Linked DNA regions of Gossypium arboreum: region 2 is linked to region 1. Evidence: chromatin contacts called from public Hi-C data. All regions are on one chromosome and are shown on one strand. Each heading gives the region's core, a stretch centred on a gene start, on an enhancer-like site or on the middle of the called end of the contact. The rest is flanking DNA. Distances are from core to core; before and after follow the strand shown.

Region 1 (2,865 bases), core at 103-2,602:
AAATATGCATAACAGGTGTATGCATTATTGCTTTTATGCGCCTTTTATTTTATATTCTTTCACATTATTAATTCATAAATTTAATAAATTCAATTAATTAACATGAGTTATTAAATTCAATTAATCAATTTGTAAGTTTATAATATTCCAAATTCATAGTAGAATATTTAATTAGGAAACTTAATAATTTATTGAATCGGTATCTTTAACTCCACTTATAAAATATGATTAATAGCATTTTTAATTAAGAAGGGTTAAATTTATTAAATTATTTAGAATTAGGATCAAATCGATAGGATATGTAAGTATTGATGATTAAATGTGTTATTCTACTGGTTAGAAAAAAGGCTTTCTGTTATCAATTTAACGATGAGTGACCAAAACATGAACGGATTCAAACGTTAGTGTCGAAATTGAAAAATTTTAAAGTTGGTGATCAAAACAGGAACGCGGGCATAGTTTGGGTGACCATTTATATAGTTTTTCCTAAATCTTTTGATGTGAAATTTAAACATTTTATTGAAATAATATTTTAATTAAAATCATTTTATTAATAAATTATAATTAATAGATTTGCTTATATGAAATATCTATAATTTTATTTAAAATTTTAGATAATAAGCTATTATAGAGAACTAACTTAATAAAATGTACTCTACAACTATGGATGTTGTTGTAATAAATGAAAATTTGTTAAAGAAGGGTGAAATAAAGTATTTAAATTGATTCTACTAAAAACTTGATTATTATAACGAAATGTTGTAATAGAGAATAATTGTTATAGAGAGGGTTGATTATGTAAAAAATAAAATAGAATCAAATAATCTTAAAAAATTTAAGAAATGAAGATACTGTTTACCATTAAACCTGATCATGGGTCGGGCCACCCATCTAGGCCTGAAGGCTCGTTCAAAAAGTGAGAGGGTTTGGGCAAAATGTAAGTATGAAAAATGAGTTTGGACAAAAAATAAAATCTGTTTTCTAAACGGGCCGAGCTTTGGGTAAGATTTTTTTTGAGCTGGGTAAGAACCTGACTAATTTTTTTTCTCCTATTGTTTTGCTGTTATTTTGCTATTACATTTTAATATATTTTCAATTTTTAGAAAATATTTATTTTAATATTTTGATATATATGATATATTATATTTTTAAAATTTATTTTATATAAAAAATTTAATACATGCCAAGTCAAGCTCGAAATTAATATTCCTTATCAGAATTGAAATTGAATAAAATTTTAAACTTATCTTTTAAGCCGAATTTAAAAAACAACCAGACATTTTAACTTCGATCTTACCCGAACCAGCCCGGCCATGATAAGGTATATATAGTACACATTGGAGGAATAATACAACACGTGCCTTGAGACAAACATGGTTAGATTTGGTTTGCCCTCAACCGATCAAACTGGCTCTCTATTTGTGTTCTTCCGTCACTTCGTCAGTTCACAAAATCGTAAATAAAGACAATTCCCACCAACGAAAAGAGGAAGACATTCTGTTAGCAGATTTTACCTTGATAAATTATTCGATGATGTTTCCCAAATTTATCTCATCATCAACTGATTTTGATCTCAAATAAGTTAAAACAATTTCTATGGCAATAGCAGCAGCACCACCACTTAATCTGTCTCCTTACTTAGATCCTCAACAACAGCCACGCTTACAAACCGAATTTAATCCCATAAAAAGGGTACCCTTTCTTTCATCTAGAAACCCTCTCCTTTGTGTCTGCAAACTCCATCGTTACAATTTCAAGTGTTGTCTCCCTTCTTCTTCCTCCACCAACTCCGTCACTCCAGCTCAATACTACTCCTTTCTCGATGAATCATTTTGGGGAATCCGTGTTTTAACCAATGAAGAGCTTGAAAAGTTCAAAGCTTTGGAGTCTTTCGTTTATCTTCAAGAGTTGGAATCTGGGTCGTTGTGGGTTCGGGTCATGAGGATTGAGGAGATGGATATGACTGTCGGGTTGTTGGCTTTGTCATTCGCTGAATCAATGTTCATGTCCTTGCAATACGAGGCTTTGTTGAGGTTCTTCGTGAAACAGTATTTGATTGAGAGGAGAGCTTCGATGCCACACGCTGTCACTCTTGTTGGGTTCTATAGAGAGGAAGGTGGGAAGAGAGCTGAGGAGCTGGCTGGAACAGTGGAGGTTTGCTTTGACAAAAGGGGTGCTAACGCTTCTCCTCCTACACCTACACCTCCCAGGAATTCTCCATATATTTGTAACATGACCGTCACAAAGGAGCTTAGAAGGTAAAGGGTTTTATTTGTTTTTCCTTCTACTTTTGTTTTAGTTTTCTGTATTCTTTATTTGGTGGATATTAGTGGAACGGAATTATGACATGATGTTTTGTAATGTTAAAACCATATTATGCCTAAATGTCTTAGTTATTGTGTTCAATTTAGTCCAAGTTAAGTTGTTCATTTGGATAATGGTGGCTGCACAATAGTAGGGTCAAAGATTATTGGTAGGTTAACCACCAATTGAAAGACAACGTGGTATTTGTAATGTTCAAGCCATTATGTAAAAAGTTACTCTTGTAGTCAATAAGCTCTCATTGCAGGTTGAGTTTTTCCTTTGTCAGTTTTTTCACATCTTTGTACAATGGCCTGTTCTTTGGCTCTAAAAATGGAAAAGAATTTGAGGCATAGAATAAAAATTTTACGATTTGCTAAATCTGGGAATGATATTGATTGAATAATGTTGTAATGGTAATTCAGATCTCTTCCATTTAATTTGTGATGGAATTTTACATAGATGGAATTTAAATTTCATAGACAAGCTACTAGATTCTTTAAATTTAACCCTTTTTTTAATGATTTTATTGTTATAGTTCTAAAAGTCTCAATGCTTGATTTT
Region 2 (2,737 bases), core at 185-2,684, 230 kb after region 1:
CAGCACGATATTTTGTGACGGTCAGTGCCATCTTTCTTACAAAAGATCAAATGTTTCATGAGAGAACAAAACACATTGATATTCGGTATCATTTTGTTCGTGATATTATTGCTCGTGGTGATATTGTTGTGAGCAAAATTAGCACTCATGAAAATCCTGCAGATATGATGACTAAGTCACTTCCTATAACCAAGTTTGAGCATTGCTTAGACTTGGTTGGTGTTCATTGTTGAAGTTAAACCCTTAAGGGGTTTTTGGAAGAGGTGAAGAACTTGTTTATTGAAAGTTCGCGATGAAGAACTTGTTCATTGAGAATTTGTGTCAAGGTGGAGATTGTTAGAATTAAGTGACCCAAATTCTTATTTAAATAAAAACGATGGAAAATAAAATAAAAGTAAAATCCATATAGAACTAGACTTCTTTTATTTTATTTTAGAATAAGGTTTTAAACCTTATTAAACTCCATCTATTTTATATTGATTAGGATAAGGTGTTTCAATCCTACTAGAATATGGCTTTGCAAGCCTATAAATAGACATAGTCTATTCCTCTTGTATTTGAGTAAAAATTTTTCGACATAGTGAATTTTCTTCTCCTCTGCCCGTGGTTTTTTTCCCGAAAGGGTTTCCACGTAAAATTTATGTGTTCTTTATTTTTATTTATTTTATTCTATTTTATTTTTCACAGATAGCTTATGTAAAAGTAATTCAACTCAATTAATTAATTAATCCATACATAATTTCGAGAATTAAATTTAAAACTTAAAATTCTAAAATAAATAATAATAAAGTTTCATTAATAATAATATATATTTTTATACCTTGTTTTTAATAATAACTTATATATTACTTTCTTGTTAGATTAATAAATGTATACATTGCCTCAAGTAATTAATTTGTTCATCTTTGAATCAAATCTAGTAGGATGGTCCACCGACAACATTGAATAATTAATTTAAATTTATCAAATGTTTAGCCGTGTTTTGTATTAAAGTTCGTTTGGTTTGTTTCATCTATTTAAACATGTTATTAAAATATATTCTAAAATAATTTTATTAATAAAATTGGCTTATTAGAAAAGTCTATCCAAAAGACTTGCATTCATCATTAGCCAGTTTTATTAATAAAATATTTTAATTATAAAATATATTATATGTTTGCATTCTTATTAGCATGTTTTGTTTTAAAATAGAAAATTATATTTTCAAATACATTTTATTGCTTTTTTGGGTTAACCCGTTGAAATGACATATTTTACACTACGATCCATTAGTTATTGCTTCACCTACTAGCTTTGAAATTGCATCAGTGAACGCCACAAATAATAGGCCCCGACCAACTCCCTCGCTAGGTGCGTGCTTGTGCCTCCGGATGGGCAGTTGAAGCTGTACCAAAGATATTTAATGCGACATTTAGAAACCACTTATCTCTTCTGCTACTATATATACACATCTATGCTACGAGGTGTATGTCAACAATCTTTCTGCCTTTTTCTCCCTTTTAGCATATAGACAATAGCAAATACAGCAATGGCTTCCAGTGGGCAGCTTCATGTGGATTTCGAGCTCAAGTCTCCTGCAGAAAAAGTGTGGGGAACCATTAGGGACTCCACCACGATTTTCCCTCAAGCCTTGTCCCATGATTACAAGAGCATTCAAGTGCTAGAAGGCGATGGCAAGGCCCCTGGATCTGTTCGTCTTATTAACTATGCCGAAGGTAACTAAAACTGTAACTTAAATTGCCAATTTAAATGCAGTACGAGGCATTCATTGATGCAAATGTACCTAAGGGTTGGACTTCAAATTCTTTTTTTTTTTTTTTTTTGCATTTTTGTTTGATTCATGGTAGGATCTCCAATCGTTAAGGTATCAAAAGAGAGAATCGAATCAGTGGATGAAGCTGAGAAGAAATATGTTTACAGCATCATTGATGGGGATCTCCTGAAATACTACAAGACTTTCATTGGCAAGATCATTGTGGTTCCCAAGGGAGAGTCGAGCTTGGTTAAATGGTCCTGTGAGTTTGAGAAGGCAAGTGAAGAGATCCCTGATCCAAGCGTCATTAAGGAATTTGCAGTGAAGAACTTTAAGGAGATCGATGACTATCTTCACGGTAAGGCTTAGAGAGGCCAGGCCATGCCATGCCATGCTATGCATGATCCTAGCCCTGTTTAATGGATTCTCTCATGTTTTATTAGTAATAAAATAACATGCAAGGATCCCACTTCAGAATATTTGTCTAGGATCCATCCTTAATTAGTTCATCTTGTTGAGTGGTGACTTCTTGCTGCAAAGTAATCCTGTTGCTTTGTATTTTCAATATTAATTTATGTATTGCCATGGGTTTTCTTAATTTCCTCTATATTGTCTTGTCTGTGAACTTATGTTGCGCTCTGGATTCAAAAAGGTAAAAGGAAAAAAAATGCAGCAAACAAGAGATAATTACATGAGCAAGTAAACAAATTAAAGAAACCTTCAAACAAACACCATAGCTGTTTTAAACACTCCAATACATAAATACAACATATACGATTTTTGTCATTTTTTTCACTGTTTTTTATTCACACAGAAACCACATATGACAGAGTCATTTAAAACTTAAGAATCTGTCCTCGAACCTCCAACAAGTAGGGGGGAAAACACAGCAAGAAGATTTACATTTTACAGTGAAAGGCCATCCTATCAAATGTATGTACATGTAATAGAAGGGGCTTCTACAAAATCACAGCACCTTCTGGT

Evidence for each region. Hi-C and Micro-C count contacts between places; a contact is called where the count stands out from the background.
Region 2: a Hi-C map of leaf shows a contact between it and region 1, with 5 times the contacts expected there. The contact joins the promoter of LOC108475491 here to the promoter of LOC108474724 in region 1. A contact is called at or near these places in 2 of 5 Hi-C or Micro-C datasets (both in leaf).

What each region holds. Positions count from the first base shown.
Region 1 is chr3:13,519,673-13,522,537 of ASM2569848v2, forward strand. LOC108474724 reads left to right here and starts at 1,353. Exons shown (of 2, transcript XM_017776729.2): 1 at 1,353-2,258. The coding sequence starts at 1,597. The region is part of intron 2 of LOC128290269 (a long non-coding RNA gene); the gene reads left to right.
Region 2 is chr3:13,749,257-13,751,993 of ASM2569848v2, forward strand. LOC108475491 (MLP-like protein 423) reads left to right here and starts at 1,435. Exons shown (of 2, transcript XM_017777462.2): 1 at 1,435-1,715; 2 at 1,848-2,351. The coding sequence starts at 1,529. The coding sequence ends at 2,122. It overlaps LOC108475603 (WAT1-related protein At1g70260-like), which reads right to left. Exons shown (of 7, transcript XM_017777583.2): 7 at 1,852-2,737.